5 separate regions of the Mus musculus genome follow, and regions 1, 2, 4 and 5 are each linked to region 3. The links are chromatin contacts, called in public promoter capture Hi-C maps. All regions are on one chromosome and are shown on one strand. The core of a region is the stretch at or near the end of the contact, and the rest is flanking DNA. Distances in the headings are between cores, read along the strand shown.

Region 1 (3,965 bases), core at 745-3,244, 1.5 Mb before region 3:
TCCAGCTCACACCGTATAGTTGCTGCCACGAAGAGAGAAGGGTAATGAGACGCTGAGTGGCTACCGAGGGCTGGGGGTGGGGTGGGGGTGGAGGGGGACTTTCTCATACATTGTATGTAACATTTGAAGCCCTGGGCAGAAGTCTACATTTCAGCCGGGCAGTAGTGACACATGCCTTTAATCCCAGCACTTGGGAGGCAGCAGCAGGCAGATTTCTGAGTTTGAGGCCAGCCTGGTCTACAGAGTAAGTTCTAGGACAGCCAGGGCTATACAGGGAATCCCTGTCTTGAAAAAAAAAGAAAAAGAAAAAGAAATCTACATTTCAGACAAAAATTGCAAACTCAAAATAACCAAAGCATAAGTTTGGTATGTCTAAGCGACAACATGCTGCAGCAGCCAAAGTATAGTGAACAGAATGGAAAAGGGGAGGTTGAGGCAAGCAGGGACCAGCACAGACCTAGTACTTAACAGAGTCTGCAGGGCTGTGCATTCCAGGCCAGTTTGACTACAGCAACATTATCTAAACAAAAAGGGTATGTATGCTATGAATCCACCCAATAAAAGAATTGGCAAGGGCTGGTGAGATGGTTCAGTGGGTGAAAAGCACTTGTAGTGTAAACCTGAGGACCTGAGTTCAATCCCTGGATCCCACAGTGGAAGGAAAGAACCTCTGACCTCTACCAGAGCACCATGGCAGTCACATGACTGCACTGCATTTGCGCACATTTTGTCAAACAGGAAAAGAAACAAAGAAATATCAGCTAAGGAAGCCAGGTGTAATGGCCCACACCTTTAATCTTAGCACTCAGGAGGCAGAGGCAGTCGGATCCCTGTGAACTCAAGGCCAGTCTGGTCTACAGAGTCCCAGGACAGCCAGAGCTACATAGTGAGACTGTCGTGAAAACAAACAAAAATAAATACCGGCTAACATTCAAAGAATAGGAAGGATAAGATATGGAGTACCAGAGGCTGCTGGTGTGGGTGCAGATGCAGGTCTAGAGCAGCCTCTGAAGTCACATACACAGAAATGTCACATGGACAGAAATGAAATAAGAAACAATAGACTCAAAGCTGCCTGGCCAATAGAAAGCATTAAACTGCTACTACCTGCTTGCAAGAAAAGATGCAAGCATGCTAGGGTCAAACATTTCCCTTTTTGGATAGATGATGCTCTTTGCTGCTGGCACTTTCTGTGTGCAAGAGGCTGAGAAAGCAGTCTTCACCACATGTAAAAAAGCAAGTTTTTGTAGACACTGAACCTCTGCAGAGTTCAGAGTGGAGGAGGCTGAAGAAATGGGAAGAATACTGATTTGATGGGGGTTAGGGGGAGGGAGATACCAGCCTCATTACTGCTAAACTGGCAGGTGGTTAAGCGGCCTAACCCACCTTTAACTTCTTCATGTGCAAAACAGAACCGATAGAAAGACCTGGCATGACTTTAGGAAGACTGACCTGGAAAAGCTGGAGTGCTTGGATGGGGAATAGATCAGACAGTCCTCACCGCTCCACTTAACAGATCAGCTCCCAGGCCCAAAGAACCCATATCAACTCTGAAAACGTAGTCAATTCTATACTTAACCGCACAGCCTTCCACTGCGTTTCCGGTGAGGTCTAATTTGCGTGCCGTGACCCGCAAAGGATGCAGCCTTTGCTCGCTAGTGTGATCCTTACTTCTTAGATCTTAGTGGATCCTGGTCCCGCCGCCCACACCTCGCGCACAAGCCCCACGCCCACCTCTCTCGCGTTCTCCTGGCCCACGAGACCCGAAGCCGCCTGCTTGGCTAGGCCGCTCTCGTCCAGCCCCAGACCCTTCACGTGGCTGTGGGAGGCGATGCGCTGCGTCTTCGTGGTGCTCTTCACCTCCTCAATCTTCATTTTGCCGAGTGTCTAGGAACACAACCTGCGTGGAGTGGTAGGAACTACCGCACGCCAGGCGCCTGGGTTACCACGCGGCCGTTACTAGGCCGCTCTCCTGGACCCGCCCCTATCAATATGTCATTGGGGGAGGCGAGAAGGCTTCGCTTTCTATTGGCTAAAAGCTACGCTGGTCACGGCTGCTGAGTTTCGCCCAGTAACTTCCGTCTGTGTCACAGGATAAGTTCCCCCAGGGCAAACATTTCCTGCCCTGGCCACATTTGACTGAGAACTGCTTAAGTACTTAAGCACTATTAATGTGAATGACAGGTTTTTAATTATAAATGCCTCTTTTAATGCCTATTTTTTTTCTTTAGAATAACATATTTGTGCCAGGGTGAGTTAACTTCTTCACTGACAGATGTTAAATCTTTTCCAGGTGCTTGGATGTCCTGAGAGAATCATCAGCAAAGCAGCTGCCCAAACTTCTCCAGTGCTCACCGAATTATTTAGACACCCAGAGAATGCCCCACTGCTCCCATTTTTTTTTTTCCAGAATACACTAGATCCTGAAGGCACTATTCCAGCCAAAACTTTTCAAACACTTCATGCCATAATTCTGGTCATCATATGCCCAATAAGAACCTTAAAGAAACTCGGCGGTGGTGGCGCACGCCTTTAATCCCAGCACTCGGGAGGCAGAGGCAGGCAGATTTCTGAGTTCGAGGCCAGCCTGGTCTACAGAGTGAGTTCCAGGACAGCCAGGGCTATACAGAGAAACCCTGTCTCGGAAAAAAAAAAAAAAAAACAAACAAACAAACAAACAAAAAAAAAAAAAAACCCTTAAAGGAAAAAAAGGAAGGAAGGAAAAGAGAAGATGTGTTTGTGTAGCCTTGCCTGGCCTAAAACTCCAGGGCCCCCACCTGTCTCTGCCTCCTGAGTTGCTGGCATTAAAGGTGCTACCACCATACTCTGACCAGATATTTTCATCAGTCTGGAGTGGGTGCAAGTCTCCAGGTAGGTGAACAAAAGCTGCCTGTGAATGGTGAAACTATGGTCCTTCATTTGAATAATCAACGGCTCTGATATTGGTGCAAATATGGTAGTTTGTTTTCACAATCCACCTTGCCATAGTCCAAATTTAATGCTTCATTTTCAAGAAGGGCTATACTAAGGACGGCAAACACTCTTGCTTACTCTCTCAACATTCTGGCTCTCTAAGCAGGTGTCCCTCACTTTTTTTTTCTCGAGACAGTGTTTCTCTGTATAGCCCTGGGTGTCCTGGAACTCACTCTGTAGACCAGACTGGCCTCAAACTCAGAAATCCACCTGCCTCTGCCTCCTGTGTCCCTCACTTTCCTCACTTTTAAGTCAGCCAGGAGACACCTTCCTGTGCTGTGCAATGTGTAGCTGTGGTGCAACTTTAGGCCCATTGTTTGATTTCTCAGTCTTTCCACCTATATTAATAGTATTGTGGGCTGAGCCGGTAATATGAAGAAGACAAGCCTAGAGACTGTAGCAGTGAAGACTGTGATGAAAGGCAGCTAGAGAGTTCTAGAGTAAAATAAAGACAGAGTAAAAATAGAGAGTTTCTAGACTGGAAGCAGAAATGGCATGTGACTGGCAGCAGAGAAGCCAGAGGCAGGGATTGCTAGACAAGTTCCAAGGAGTGCCAAGTCTTTTTAAATTTTTTAAATTTATTTTTATTTTTATTTTTGGTTTTTCAAGACAGGATTTCTCTGTGTAGCCCTGGCTGTCCTGGAACTCACGCTGTAGACCAGGCTGGCCTCGAACTCAGAAGTCCTCCTGCCTCTGCCTTCCAAGTGCTGGGATTAAAGGCATGTGCCACCACTGCCTGGCAAGTCTTTTTATTTTATTATTTTATTTATCTGTGTGGGTGTTTTTCCTGCAAGTATAAATATACCAGGCAGTGCCTAAGGACATCAGAAGAGGATGTCAGATCCTCTAGAACTGAAGTTACTCATGGTTGTGAGCCACCATATGCGTGTTGGGATTTGAATTTGAGTCCTCTGTAAGAACACCAGTGCTTCTAACTGCAGAGTCATCTCTCCAGCCCAGGGATCTTTAAGTTCTTTTTTAAGATGGATCTG
Region 2 (3,858 bases), core at 408-2,907, 1.0 Mb before region 3:
GACTGGCTTTGAACTCACAGAGATCTACCAGCCTCTGCCTGCTGAGTACTAGGATTAAAGACATGAGCCACCATACCTATCCACTTTCTATCTAGTTTTATCCACCCCCATACCCCCTTTTTTTTACTTGTATGAGTGATTTGCCTAAATGTGTATATAAAGACAACTTGTGCATGCAGTGCCCGTGGAGGTTAGAATAGGGCATTGGCTGCTCTGTGAGTTACTCTAGGGGAACTAAAGTCAGAAGAGATGAAAAGCAGACACAGTTCCTGTTGGGCCTCATAGTTGTCTCCCACTTTCCTCCTTGGGTCTAGTGTATCACTGCTCTTAGCCACATGCAGCTTTGCTTCCAAACTGCTGGTCTATCTGCCATGTGGAGGCTGATGCTATATCCAACATGAGGTAGAGAGACAGGGCCTGAACCAGCTTCCTGCATCCCTACAACTGTGGAAAGTCTGACTGGACCACCAGATTCATATGGGTCCTACTATCCGGTCAAATTTTAATAGATAACCCAGATAACTAGTTGCTGAAATTTGTACCCAGCAAGTATGTGTTTTTTTTTTCCCCAACAAGAACCAAGAACTGTCACATATACATCTTTGCACCCTACTTTGTCACTTCATATTTCTTGAAGATTTCACTTTGCATATGAATATACATAGACTTCCTTTGTTCATATCTTAGTTTCAAAGTATTCAGTCAAATGGCCAAGTAATAATTAACTAATGATTGAAACTGAGCAAACTCCTGTGTGTGTGTCTATTATATCAAATGGTGAGGATCTTGGCAGAAAGGTCTTGTTTTCCCCTATTCCTTAGGACCTACAAACCTTCTCTATTCCTTATATGCTAGAACATGTACTAGTGTTGTGGGGTATTCACCAGAAAAGACTACTCAGATATGGGTTTAAGCTAAGAAATGGCAGCTGGTTACTGCACTGGGTGTTCAATACCCCAGGACAACCTGAGTCTTTCTCAGGGTGAGCTTTTAAGCACACAAAAAAACATGTTCTGGGTTGACATACTTCAGTTAACAAGAACTGTCAGCCATAAACAGAACTACAGAAGCTAAAAAGCAAGGTTAGTACATTTTGAGACTTCCCCAGAAAGATATGGACTTTGATGGATTAGGCCTTTGTTTTAGTTTTGGTGGGCGTGACACTAAAATCAGCCTCATGTCTCTTCAGTTCAGCAACTCCTTAGCTCTCTTTCCATTTTCCTGAACCATCTGCCCTGCACAGGTAGCTCCTATTTCATCACTGGGTCTCCAACACTGGGGACACTGTAACTGATCATTTCCATCCACATTAGAGATTGTACCCAGTGGACTCAGAAGACCCTAGACTATACCCTGCCTGATACATGGCTGACTGACTAGCGTGTTCCAGAGGGGGACACTCTGGAAAGACCAAGTGACTCTCCCTCCTTTAGCTCTGTTTATAGGAGCGGGGTGGGATGAGGGGGGGGGACACCACTGCATTATCAGTTCTTGGCCCAATATGGTGCGCTCCAGCTTCTGCACAGCCTTCAAAGATGGCAGCCCCCATCTAGAAACGGCCATATTTAAGCCCCAGATGCCAGGCTAGGGCCTGACGCGACCGGAACGTGACGCAAGGTGGAGGTGGGGCTCCTCCCTCCAACCCTGGCGTCGGGCGTCTCGTGACAGACACTTCCGCTCGGGGCGGCGGCGGTGGCGGAAGTGGAAGCAAGGCCGGAGCTTTGACCATAAAGCCCAAGGCGGCGGCGTTGGCGGCGGTGTTTGGGGCCGGGCAGCTCCGAGGAGCCTGCTGGAGCCGGAATCGGACGTCTCTGTTGCGGCCTGCGTTGTGTCTCCTCCTCCGTTGACCCTGCGGTGAGCAGCGGGCCCCGGCCGCCCTTCCCCCGCCGCCGCTTGGGCCTCCGGGCCTGGCGTCCTCGGCGAGCCGAGCGCCGAGCTGGGCCGGGCCAGGCGGGGCGGCGCCCGGCGGGCGGAGGGCGATCGGCGATCGGTGGGTGGCGGGTACGGGATCCTCGGGCTGGGCGCGTCCCCACCGGCAACCTGCTGGGTGGGAAGAGCTACCGGCCGGCCGGCCACCGAGGCAGTGCTGCCAGGCGCGTCACATGCCCCGGCCCGCCGCCGGCACTGGGAGACAGGAGCTTTCAGGGTCCTGCAGGGTAAATCCCGTTTCCGAAGTTCCGGGAAGAAGGACCTCCCGAGTGCCTTTCAAATGGCCTGATGTCCTCCTGGCTCATAATCGTGCCGATGTTGAGAGTAAGGTTGTGAAGATTTGAGATTTCTCGGCTGCTGGGCTGCGTGGCAAGACCGCACAAATTGCCCTGTTCTCCCAACAGCCCCTCCGAAGCACCGAGGCAGTGCCTACTTACAGAGAAAGCGAAGAACAGAGAGGCTAAGGCACTCGACCAAGGTCACACCGCTGATAAATTTCAGAGTGAGAGGTTGAAACATAGGCAGCTAGACTACTTAGCACTTACTGGCCTCTGGCCTCTTGTACTTTAGATGCCCCCAAAGCCTGCCACCTGTTATCTGCCATCAGCACCCCCCTCCACCTCCTGTCTAGTGATGTCATTTGAGAGCCTCTTAGTCCTACCTTAAAGCCATGTTGTATTTGTACTTGTGACTTACAAGGCATATTACAAGGCATATAAGGTAGTGTAGTGTCATCAAACCAGAAGATCTTGAATTCTGGCAAGGTATGTATTGGATTTGAATAGGTTTCTTAGCCAGCTCTTTTCCTTGAGTCAGGTCTGGCATGCCTACTGTGTGCACCTTTCTACAAGAATTTCTACAACAACCTAACCTGTTGACTCTTCACCGTTGAAAATCTTGTGTTTTTGGTTTTCCAAAGAATAAACTCTTGTCTCTTTCTTGTGACTTCAGCAACTGATACCCACATGATTGAGTTAATAAAATCTCTTGTTGGCATATTTCTCTTCGATCTTGGTAATATTGGATCAGAATTGAGTGTAAGAACTGGAAAGTGAATTATAACTACTTCTGAAGCTGGCCAGACTAAAGTTTGGTGTCCTTGGTTGTCAATAGTTTAGTTTGCTACCCGGCCTGGTATACTTACGGGCTGTAAACCTATGTAATGAGTTTAGAAGAGGAATCGCTAAACGTGATTCCCTTTTTGTTGTATGATATTTTTGTCCTCCCTCGAGGGGAATTAGATGCCACTTCGTCCAGTGCACTGTCATGTGTGAGCAGAGGCTGGAGAAGACAAGTGGCTGGCACCTTCATTTGGGAGATGTTTTTCTTCCACATGTGTGTCAGGCATTACTGGGTCCTGACTCAGGGAAGAAGGCATGGCTGGGTTGTGTCCTCAGAGAATTGTAAAATGATGAGTCTCAGAGCCAGGAGCTGTTTAGGAAGGAATGACTCGGATGTAGAAAGAATCGGAGGCTTCTGCAAAAAGTAGTTTTTATTTTATTTTATTCCCTCAGGTGAATCAGATATCCAGATGTGTATTGTTCTGGCTAACTACTTGAAATATTTGCCAACTCTTTGTGTGTTGTGTATGCATGCACATGTGCATCTGTGTGGGCCTGAGGTGGGTATTGGGTGTCTTACTTTACTGCTCGCCTTTTTAATTTTTAATTATTTACTTTTTGAAGACAGGGTCTCTTCCCTGACCCTGGAGCCTATCCACTGCTAGCAGGCTAGCCAGTGAGTGCACGCATGCGCACACGTGCACACACGCATGCACACACGTGCACACACGCATGCACGTGCCCGAGGGTGTTGCAGATGCCTCTGAACCTACCCTTTTTCTTTTTCCTTCATTTTTGGGTTGTTTGTTTGTTTGTTTGTTTGTTTTTTTGGTTTTTCTAGACAGGGTTTCTCTGTGTAGTCCTGGCT
Region 3 (3,808 bases), core at 1,238-3,737:
TAACTCAAGAGATCTGCCTGCTTCTGCCTGCCTAGTGCTGATACCAAAGACCTGTGCCACCACCACTGGCTTACTTTTTCTTTTAAAGGTTTAAAAATTAGGTAGGATGGTCACATGGCTGAAAACAGCTAAGAAAAAAACCACATATCCAGCAAAAAGCTTTTCCTTGTCGGTCTCACAGCAGTCACCTGGAGAGAAGTAGCCCCCTGTGTCCTGGGAAAGGCTGGGAGTGCAGCTCATGGGACAGTGCTTGCCTAGCATTTGCAAAGCCCTTTTGGGGAAAGGGGGGGGGGGAGGTAAAAAATGAGCATCCCTGAGCAAAAACCTGAAATGTTCTAAGCTTCAACCCATCTCATACCTGGCCCCACGTAAGGGGCCTGCCTTCCAAAGTTCACTAGAAACAATGCATGCAATTTCCGTGATGGGTAAGGTGCACGTGAAGAAACGAGTTCTGCGTTTAGACATAGTTTCTATCCCCATGGTATCTCATGAAGTACAGATGTCCCAAAATTTAAAGTCAGAAACGCCACTGAAATAGTTAGGATAAAGGACACCCGCTTCATCCCAACGATTCAAAGTCTAAAGTCTAATAGAACACATGCAATTGCCAAGAGCAGCCATCATTCTTTATACTTGCTGGGGAGGGAGCATTAGCCAGGCGTCGGACCTTCACTTCACTCTGATAGAGGAGCACTGACTGGCTATTCTCAAACCTTCATCCAATTAAAAAGGAATGGAGCTCGGAAAGTAACTCCGGCTAGAAAGGGAAATTATCTGAAAAGACTTGACTTGAGTTCCCCCCCTTTTTTTTTGTTTTTTTCTTTTTTTAATTTTGAGACTGGGTATCACTGTGTAGACCAGACTGGCCTTGAACACAGAGATCCACCTGCCTTAAGTGAATACTTAAAATTGTCCTCCAAGACCCTTTGTAGGAGCAAAACAGTCCAAGAGTAAAAACATCATGCCCCGGAGACCAGAACAGAGTAAAAACATCGGAGACCAGAACAGGAGCAAAACCAGCCCCTGAACACAGCTGGGAACTAAGTCACTCCCGGGCACCTTCCCAAAATACAAGACTCAGCTACTGTTCAAATTCCATGTTATAAAAATGCCCATGACAAGCAGGGCGTGGTGGCACACGCCTTTAATCTCAGCACTCGGGAGGCAGAGGCAGGCGGATTACTGAGTTCGAGGCCAGCCTGGTCTACAGAGTGAGTTCCAGGACAGTCAGGGCTACACAGAGAAACCCTGTCTCGAGAATCGAAAAAAAAAAAAATGCCGATGACAGAAATAGCTAATTAAATGTCATACCCAGGAGAAGACCCTTGGCAACCAGAGTCCCCAGTAAGTGTCTTGGATCCTGGGGTTTCCCCCGGCCTGATCTGCTGGATGGTGTACCTGCTTTGGTGCTGTGCCCTCTGGCTGCTTGCTCTCTTATGCTAGGACTATGTGCTGCATCCTTATTAGACGCACTCATTTGAAACAAAAGGCGTGCAGAGCATTGTAGATCACTCTCCCTAAGGAACACCTAGCAATAAGGGCCACACCAGGCCACACAGTGAGCGTTCAGTAAATGGTAGCTGTTATCACTACGTGGTAACTAGTAACTATTCTTTAAGTGAATGGAGTGGATACTCCAGGATTTGGAAACACCCTAATATTCCTTCAACCCTGGGAAAAAGCAGCAAGCGTGGATAAACCAGAAGTATACTCTGGCAGGAAGTTTTGAAGTCTAACCGATCTTGAGTAAAGTAACTGAAGGGGAGTCATCGAAAACAGGTGGGCAGGGGGTAACCCACAAAATCCTTCTGTTAATCTGCTATTTTTATGAGATACATTTAGGAGTTTTAAAACGGGGGTGGTGGGGTGGTGGAGGGTGTCTCATAAATAGTCTAACCTGGCCTTGAACTCCTGGTCTTCCTGCCTTCACCTTTCAAGTATTGGGATGACAGATGATGAGGGATTCTATGCTAGCCTGATGAAATGCATTTGAAACTTCAAGTTGGCATCAGCATTCTGTCAGGCCCCTTTCTATAGTTGTCACACTCGGGTCTGACAGATATCTGAGGGAGTGGCTCTAGAAGAGGAACAGGACGCACTCGCACAAGCCTGGGCGGTGGACTTCCTCGAGTCACTCACTTCTCTCCGAGCCGTGATCTCCCTGGAAAGGGAACGACAGGACACGACACAACCCCGGGACCGCTCTTCCCTTCGGAGCCACATTCCCGTGGGATTTACAAGGGACATCCGTGGAAGGTGGCTGGCCTCGGGCTCTGGAGCCAGGACAAGGGTCCCTCAGACGCCAGCTCCTGCCTGTGAGAAGGCAGCGACAGGGATCTGCTAGCCAGGGAGCCAACACCTACCGCCTGCACAGCCGGACTACACCGACCGCTGCTCCCCATGCCCGCTCGGCCGCCGCCATCACTTCAGTGCCAGTGCGCTTGCGCGGACCCGCCTCCTTCTTGTCTCCAAGTCCTACGCAGACTCAGGCCCTGCAGAGAGGGCGGTCCGGGGACGCCGGTTCCTTACAAGTTGAGGGCGGTGCTGCAGGTGGCCTTTCCGCCCTCCTTTTACTGAAAGTAGATTTTTTTCCCTCACATAATATATCCAGATTACAGTTTCCCTTCCCTCTATTTCCTCCAATTTCCCCACACTTCCCCTCCGAATTCACCCCCTTTCTGTCGCTCATTAGAAAACAAACAGGCTTCTAAGGGAATATATGATATATGATATAACAAAACCTAACACATCAGAATAGGACAAAACAAACAAGGAAAAGAGTTCAAGAAATGCATATAAGTGCAGAGACACACTTGTTCACATATGCAAGAGTCCCGTGAAAATACAAAGCTGGAATGTTGCGGTAAATCTCCAATCCAAATATGCCTCAGCAATGAAAACACAACACAGTTAATATGAATACATATGTGCACCTAGTTTGGACAGATCTACCGCTACACGACCATCTTCCACATCTATGAGACCCCTTAGAGCTTGCAGTTTCTCCAGGCCATGTGCTTCTGCTCCGCTTTTCTTCTTCCTCCTCCTCCTCCGCGTCCTCTCCTTCATCCATTTTCTCCTTCTTCTTTCTCCACCTTCCATTCCACCTTCCCTTTTATCTGCCCAATCATCAGCTCTCCTTTATTTTACAAATTAAGGTGGGAAGCAGGTTTACAGGAAATCACCTGAGCGCTGACTCATTCCTTGTTCAAAACCACACACAGGAAAACGGAATTAACATAAAATATAATTAGCCCCAGGGCTATCGACAACACTGGAAGCCATAATATATATGAAAAGGGACCTACAGGGCAAAGCGGGGAGGGAGGGATGAAGAAAGGGAAAGAGAGAAAAATTGTAAAATATATGTATACATAAAATAAAAAACAAAAACAATGTAATGTAAACAAAAATGTGTAATTAAATAAATATACAAACCCAAAGTCCTAGCTTAACATTATGTGACCAGGGACCTTCAAAGATGCCAGTGAGCTGGTTCTTTGTTGACCATTCTACAGCTGGACACGTGGCCTACACTTAGGAATAGTTTGTCCTCCACGGCGAGATGGCTCCATGGGTAAGCGCACTGACTGCTCTTCCCAAGGTCCTGAGTTCAATTCCCAGCAACCACGTGGTGGCTCACAACCACCTGTAATGAGATCTGAAGCCCTCTTCTGGTGCATCTGAAGTCAGCTACACTGTACTTATGTAGAATAATAAGTAAACGTTTGGGTCGGAGCAAGCAGGGACTGAGTGAGCAGAGTTGACCGGAACGAGTGGGCCGACCGGATGGAGCAGAGATACTAAA
Region 4 (3,540 bases), core at 834-3,333, 1.5 Mb before region 3:
GAGACATACAAACGTGTAGCAATGTAATCTTTGTGGTAGGTGTTATGTTTGGGAGCACTGAGCCTGGGACCTCACACATCAGACAAGGAGTTTGCCGACACGCGAGTTAGTCTCAGCTCTACTCTCACTTTTCTTCTTTTTAAATCTTATGTGCATTGGTGTTCTGCCTCTGTGTATAACTGTGTGAGGTGTCAGATCACCTGGAACTGAAGTTACCGATGGGGATTGGGGGGATGGAGGTGTGGGGCCTGGAGAGATGGCTCAGCAGGTAAGAGCGCTGACTGCTCTTCCAAAGGTCCAACAACCACATGGTGGCTCACAACCATCCATAATGAGATCTGATGCCCATACTCATTATATATATTAAGTAAATAAACCTTTAAAAAAGAAAAGAAGAAATTACAGACGGCTGTGAGCTGTGCTGAGTGTGTGTGCTGGGACTTGAACCTGGGTCGTCCTAACTGCTGAGCCACCTCTCTGGCCACCTACTTTCACTTTTCAACAAAACTTTTGTACTCAACTTTTTATAGCCTATGCCAACATAAGATGCTCCAATTTTTATTCCAGAACTTCGTTTTGTAAAATACAGATTTTGTGAGTATCAAACCAAGTGGAGGTCTGGAATCCATTACTATTTTAACTTCTTCATTGTCCTGAAGACTAAGACAATTCATGTTTATTGCATTTTAAAATACCATTGTCAGGGGTTCAGAGAGATGGCTCAGCGGTTAAGATCGCTTGCTTTTCTTCCAGAGGACCTGAGTTCAGTTCTCAATACCCATGACAGGTGGCTCCCTCTTCTACCTTCAAAGGGCACCTGTTATCATACTTACGTGAGCACAGAAACAATAAAAATAAATCTCAAAGAAATACTTAATCAAAACTTCATTTAGATTTTATTGTCTCTTTAGGCATCTGTCTCTAATATTTAATAATTAAATCTTTAAAATGTGTACATGCAAAAACACTGCACCTCTGTTTCAAAAACCTCACATTGTGGCCTGCTGTGGTGGCACATGCACGGCTAGTCCCAGCACTCAGAGCAGTCAGGTGGGATCTCTGTGAATCTGAAGCCAGCCTAGTCTACATAGTGGTATCGAGGGCTACCTAGAGACCTAGCTTAAAGAATCGAAAACAAAAACCTCACATTGTGCTAAGTATATTGACTTAGTGCTTTCCCCTAAACCCATCTATATTTGTGTACGCACATGCAACTTAATGCCAAATTAAATATAAATGTCCTATCAATGACATGGGGCTGGCTGTCTAGAATGTTTCTAAGGACGTGGCCACAGCAAACCTCTCCGTTGAAGTCAGGACTTGGCTGCATGAAACTCAGCACTCAGGGTGCACAGCAAGAAGTCGATTTCAGACAGCACACAGCACTGAGATCAGAGATCCCACTAAAGAGTAAGTTTCATGTTGCCCCACCTTGCCCAGTCCCCTTCGCACACCCTTTCCTCCAGCCCAGATGTATTCTTTTCCCTGAAGATATGGGGCTGCAAGGCTTGGCTCGGTTTCTTCATCTCTCCTAACTCTCCAGTTCCAAAGGCCTTCTTGGAATGCGCTGCGCCAAAGCCCACCCAGAGCCGCCAGACCCGGCCTTTGCCGAACGTCCTCAAATGCATGAGCTCAGACATCCTTGGAGGCAGCCTACAGCACCCAGGAGGGTATTGTAGGGTAGGGTAAGCCATGCAGGGTAGGATTCAGCACACTGCTGCTCTGTCGTGCGTGACGAGCAGCAGCTGAGGCCTACTGGGTCGCGACATGCTATCACTGGTACTGAGGGCCACCGACACGGAAAGCCGAATCGCCTGCTTCGTAGGGCCAACACCACCACGAAGCGTCCACTAGTAACAAGGGCTGATTTGGCCCTCACTTCCGGGAGAGTCTGCGCAGCTGCACACGCCCAGTTCCGGTGTGGCCCGACAGTCGTCTTCCCGACAGCCTCTCTGCTCCTGCTGCATGCCGGGAGTTGTGGTCTTGGCGCAGGCGGCGCGGCGGGCGCGCGTGGCAGGAAGCGGAAGCGGCCGGTGGCCCATCCCCGGCCCCGCCTCGCCGCGCCGCTCGCCGCCGGGCTATCACTGACGTGTCTCTCGGTCGAGGAAGCGCGCTCCGGAGCTAGCAGCGCCTCCTCACTCGAAGTGGAGCGCAGTCGGGGCCGGGCGTGTAGTCGGATCAGCCGCCGCCATGGCGAGTGAGTTTCCTGGGGGCCACCCCGGCGCAGCCAGGATGCGTCGCCTTTCCCCGTTTGGGCGCTCGCCCGCCGTGCTTCCCGATCCTGGCGGAACGCGGCCTGCCTGGGGGACTCGTTCCCGCGCCCCTAGACCGAGCCTTCTGGGTCCCCGCACGCCCACGCCCGGCTCTCATCGTGCCGGGCTCCCTCAGGTGCCCTCAAGTTACTCCGTACCTAACTCCTTCTCTTTCTGTTTCTTCCATCAAAGTCAAATTTCTGGAAGTCATCAAGCCATTCTGTGTCATCTTGCCGGAAATTCAGAAGCCAGAGAGAAAGGTAAGTCCCCAGATGGTGGTCAAAGAAGACTTGCAAAATTGGGCGCTGGGAGTTTACAGTACAATTAAAAATGGCCTCAGCACACCGAGTGAAAACTGCCCCTCTGGAGTGTAGCTGTGTGTGCTGGGATACTCACGGGAGCCGTTGAAAGGTGACCCGGTTGTGTGGGAATTCTCCCAACACCTTGTCTCGTTAGGAGCATCTTTAGTGGATAGTGGTTAACAAAGCCTCAGGTTTGCCTAGTCCGAAAGTGGGTCTGAGCAGTGATTGATTAAGACCTCAGTTAGGATCCCAGATTGAGTTACCCTCCGTTCTTCACCTCCAGCAGGAGCAGATGATGGGGTGTTTGTTTCGTGTGGGAGGTGACTTCGGTATCTGGTTTCCAAAGGAAAAATCGAGTCGTGTAATCGATATGAACGTGTTTGTGGTTTTTATTTGAATGTATGCTGCCCCAGCATCGAGTTTACATGCACTAGTGAAGTCTGCTGCCATTGACAGCAGGTGCTCTAAAACAAGGAAGGAGAGAACTGTAGCACCTTAATGCTTAATGTGAATCTTAATCAGAATTTCTGTGGCAGGCAGCTTCGGCCCAAGAATAAATGTTCCTAGTGTGAGAGTGCCCGGTGAAGGAAAGTCCAGGCCCATGGGCTCAGAAAACAGTAAATCTACTTTGTGTTCCTGGTTTGGTTTTTGGTGTTTTTTTTGGTTTTGGTTTTGGGGTTTTTTTTGTTTTGTTTTGTTTTTTTTGGTATTTTGGGTTTTTTTTTTTTTTTCAGACTGTCATATATTCACATCTGGCATTTGTAGTTGGCATTCACATGGATACTTTGTGCTTCTAATTTAGTTTTTACTTTCCATAGTTCTATGCAAATGCCTTGCAGTACCCTTGCTGCCTTTGCCAGGATGATGTTCAGAACTTTATCTGTTCCACCTCAGTGCAGAGATTCTGGCTCGAGGGCCAAGAAACCCAAGTCCCACGCTTTACATTCTTTCTTCATAGACCTGTGACCTTGGCCTGGCAGAACAAG
Region 5 (4,026 bases), core at 632-3,131, 1.1 Mb before region 3:
GTCCACCTCGCCTAAGTTTCCAAGGCAATGTGTGCCCTTTCTTATCCTCTTTATCACCCAGTTGCTTCTCACCTAGGTAAGGAGTATAAACTCGTCTTCCTCCAGAGTTAACACAAGTTACTGTAAGTCAGTAACATGACTGCAGAGCTGAAACACAAGTCCTAATTTCATGTCAAGGCCAGAAAGCAAGGTAGCAATAATGCAAATACACCCAAGGGTATGGGACAAGTCAGACCTTCATTTGGGGGAGGGGGGTTAATAAGCTCCAAAGCCAGATACTTCCACAGTCATGTAAGAATTCCTATGCCTCAAAAGGTTGCTATAGGGTGGGGAATGTTCTTAAAATACCTGCCACAGCCTTTTCTTTTCCTAATTTTTCTTTTAATGTACATGGGTGTTTTGCTTGCAAGTGGGTCTGTGCACCCTGAAACTGGAGTTACCGATGGCTGTGGAATTGAACTTGGATGCTCTGAGCCATGTAGAGGGACCCAACTTGTATGCAATTCCCACCAGGACAGCAGCAGGGTGGTAAGCCTCTGCTGTGATCTGATTATACTATGACTTCATTAAGTCATGACTGATTTTCACAAAACAGGACTGAGCATCCAATGAAGTCATGAATGTCTTTCCAGAAATATTTGAGGAAAGCCATGCTGAGCATGAACAAGGCTTCAATGTAAAGGGGACAGGAGTCACTTCAGTGACTATTATAAGTCCAGCTTTATAGCTCCATACAGTTAAAAAGAATGTGGTGTGCTTAGTCTCCTAGTAAATTGGGTAATCACTTAATGAATATAGTTAATGAGAACAGTAATAAAAATTAACCTGTGTGGATATTCCCTCTATTCCCAAAGCCAGCGATTTCTTTCCTTGAAAGGTATAAAAGTGTATTCAATGAAAAGTACAGAAGGCTAAATGCTGAAGTGTTCCAATGAGAGACGGTGGGGAGGAACAGACCTGGGCTTCACCTTTCTGTACAGCATAAGGGGCTGACTCTTCAATTAGTCTGAACATTAAGAAAGCGTTAAGCAGCAGCTTTCAGAGGAGTGTTACATTAACCGGGTGCGAGGAATGACAAACTTTAATACCAGAAACCTGCTGTATTTCTGAACGCTGCTGTCTGGAGAGAACAGACTACACCAGTCAATTGCATTCAGGAAATAAATTGTCTTAACTCACTGATAGTCCTCCACTAGACGAGCAAGTCCAGGGGACAGAAAAGAAGCTGGGTACCCGAAGTACCGCACCCGGCCACAGCCAAGATCCTCTTGGGGTGCGGAAGGAGGTCGCCAGGGGACCAAGGGGTCGCCTTGGGCTCCAGAGCAGCCACGTGGGCGGTGCCCCACGCTCGGAAGCTTGTGCTGACGTGTCCGAGAGGACACGCGGACAAGAGAGACGGCGGACCCCAACCTCTCCGCTGTCCCCCTCCAACACCTGCCTTTCAGACAACCAGACACCTGGAGGATCCCTAACGCCCTCAACCTCCCCGCCCCTCCCCAGGGATCCCCGATCGCCTCAGGCATCCCGCGTGAGGTTCGCCGGCTCCTCCCTCCGCTCACCTGCACGCCTAGGTGCGCAAGCCGCGACTCCAGTTCTGGCTCCAGGGCCAGAACGAAAGAGCTGGCTCGTGATGTGGAGCCGCCGCCCGGGTGTACCAGGACCACCTCAGCCGTCACCTTGGCTAGGTGGCTGCTCAGGTCCACCGTGCGCTTCACGTCCTCGTTGACCAGCGGCGGAGCCTCCGAGGAGGCGCTGCCGGGCGTCGGGGCCAAGGCCCCGAGACATAGCAGCAGCAGCAACAGCAAGGCGACCGGCGACTCCATGACCGCGAGCTGAGCGCCACCGACACGCGCCCCGCCCCCCCGCCACGGCGCAACCGCTGATTGGCCAACAGCACCACAAGATGGCTGGGCCCGGTCAGAAAGGACCCCGTCTCCAGGGCAACCGGGCGATCGTGGGGCGCCTGATTGAAAATCTTAAAGTGCAGGCGTACTTCTTGGGGCGCTTAATAGCCGTATTCACCCCTGATTTCCTTATATCCTGTCTGTTTCCTTCATGCTTATGCAAAATAACTCTGGCCTCTCAGCTCAAAAACAGTATACTATAGCTTAGTCTAAGGAACTAACTTTGCCTTCTCTATAGTGATACGAATGCTAAGTGGGCAAAAGTTTAAAGGAAAATGGGAAATTTCCAGAAACTCAAGTCTCTCCTCTAATATTTAGTTCAACCATTAATGTGAGTGATGGCAGAAACCTTAAGCAACTAACCAAGGTTGATGATATTAACCTCAGATACCTGTTGACATTTATCACAGTTGTAGGAGTCCAAGGCGAAGTCACTGGCAGGACTAGCTGTCTGGTGAGGGCTGCTATTTACTACCAAGGTGGCACTTTGACATTGCATGCCTTCTAAGGAAGGCATTGCATATCGTCATATGACAGAAAGGCAGGAAAGGGTCTCTCTGAGGCAAGCCCTTTTACAAAGGCATCTTGCAGATGGATTCCTCTAGTGCTATCATCTCCCAAAGTCACACTGAAGAATTAATGACCAAAAACAATGAACTTCAAGTGAGCAGAGAAACTGTAGTCAGTGTACTGATACACCTGACAAGAAAGCCAGCTTAGTGACGAAAACATCCAATGGCATTTTTTGGGCCTTGAAACCATATATATATATATATATATATATATATATATATATACATATATACATATATATATGTATGTATATATGTATATATATATATATGAAAAAATCTACAGATAAAACTTTGCTCCCCTAAAGTTCCCTTTTTTCAACCCTATAAAATCTCCAAGCCCCCTGCACAATGGTTGTGTACAGTCTCCACTCCCCAAATGAGAATGCGTCCCAATGTTGTTGCTTGAAGGATGTAATTCGAAGGTAAATTTTGGGAGGAGATGGAAATATTCAAACATTGATACCAGCCAATGAGAAGAGAGAATGGAGGGCTGGCCATGCTCCTCCCTACAAAGCAGAAGTCAGGAAATTAGCACCTGCAGGCCAACAATCTATCTGTGTCTATAAAGTTTTATTGGAACATAGCTACGTTCATTTGTCCGTAGCTTATGATTGCTTTCACAGTACAACAGTAACAGTAGTGTAGTTGCAAACCAGACTATATGGCCCAGAAAACAAAACTACTTACTGTTTGCACGCGAGTACATACATTATGTATGCAGAGACAGCTTAGTGGTTAGGAGGATTTGCTGCTCTCTCAAAGGACTTGAATTCTTCCGGTTCCCAGGCTCACAACTGCCTGTCAGGCAAGGATCTGATGCCCTCTAACCTCCACAAACATCCATACACAGATGTTCTTCCTTCTGTTCCTCTCTGTCTCTGTCTTTATCTGTCTCTCTGTATCTCTTTCTCTCTCACATACACACACATAAATATAAATTTAAAAATAAATCTTTTTTTAATGCTATCTGGTTGTAGTAGTGGTACATGCCTGTAATGCTTCAGTATTTAGGAGGCTAAGGAAAGAATAAAGAATAAAGAACATAAAATACTTTGCCTTAATGTAACAACAACAATAGAAAGTCTGACCACACTATTAACACATTCACCAGGGCAAAGCTCTGCAGAGGATAGCAGGGGCAATATAGTAGCCATTTAAAATAACACTCCAACATCAGAGACAATTTTTCTTCAACTCTTCCAAAATTAAAAATTATAGAGTTAGGTGACTGGAAAGGAGGCTTAGCAGTTAAGTCCTCTCTTGGATACTCTAGTAGAGGACCAGGGTTCAATTCCCAGGACCTGCATGGCTTCTCACAACACTAAGTCTGGTTCCAGTGGATCTAAAACTGCCTTCTGTACTCCACTCACACTTCAAGGATGTGGTGCATGGACACTTATGCAGGCAGAACACTCAGACACATAAAATAAATAGATGTTTAAAAATAACAAAGTCATTATTGAGAGTGTTAAGAGGGTAACTAGGGAGATAGCTCAGCCAGTAAAATTCTTGCCACTTAAGCACGAAAATCTGAGTTTGATCCCCAG

The links. Promoter capture Hi-C pulls out the DNA fragments that hold promoters and counts their contacts.
Region 1: a contact with region 3 is called in a promoter capture Hi-C map of pre-B cells, with 5 times the contacts expected there. The contact joins the promoter of Ruvbl1 here to the promoter of Nfu1 in region 3. A contact is called at or near these places in 2 of 39 promoter capture datasets (liver and pre-B cells).
Region 2: a contact with region 3 is called in a promoter capture Hi-C map of liver, with 2.3 times the contacts expected there. The contact joins the promoter of Rab7 here to the promoter of Nfu1 in region 3. A contact is called at or near these places in 3 of 39 promoter capture datasets (the C10 cell line, liver and pre-B cells).
Region 4: a promoter capture Hi-C map of neutrophils shows a contact between it and region 3, with 4 times the contacts expected there. The contact joins the promoter of Sec61a1 here to the promoter of Nfu1 in region 3. A contact is called at or near these places in 3 of 39 promoter capture datasets (liver, neutrophils and pre-B cells) and 1 of 9 other capture datasets (liver).
Region 5: a contact with region 3 is called in a promoter capture Hi-C map of pre-B cells, with 7 times the contacts expected there. The contact joins the promoter of Rpn1 here to the promoter of Nfu1 in region 3. A contact is called at or near these places in 2 of 39 promoter capture datasets (liver and pre-B cells).

Annotation. Positions count from the first base shown.
Region 1 is chr6:88,463,438-88,467,402 of GRCm38.p6, reverse strand. Ruvbl1 (RuvB-like protein 1) reads right to left here and starts at 1,994. Exons shown (of 11, transcript NM_019685.3): 1 at 1,735-1,994. The coding sequence starts at 1,875.
Region 2 is chr6:88,043,069-88,046,926 of GRCm38.p6, reverse strand. Rab7 (RAB7, member RAS oncogene family) reads left to right here and starts at 1,657. Exons shown (of 6, transcript NM_009005.3): 1 at 1,657-1,854.
Region 3 is chr6:87,008,515-87,012,322 of GRCm38.p6, reverse strand. It overlaps Nfu1 (NFU1 iron-sulfur cluster scaffold), which reads right to left and starts at 2,487. Exons shown (of 8, transcript NM_020045.3): 1 at 2,364-2,487. The coding sequence starts at 2,422.
Region 4 is chr6:88,517,343-88,520,882 of GRCm38.p6, reverse strand. It overlaps Sec61a1 (Sec61 alpha 1 subunit (S. cerevisiae)), which reads left to right and starts at 2,083. Exons shown (of 12, transcript NM_016906.4): 1 at 2,083-2,197; 2 at 2,445-2,512. The coding sequence starts at 2,191.
Region 5 is chr6:88,082,328-88,086,353 of GRCm38.p6, reverse strand. Rpn1 (ribophorin I) reads right to left here and starts at 1,881. Exons shown (of 10, transcript NM_133933.4): 1 at 1,560-1,881. The coding sequence starts at 1,823.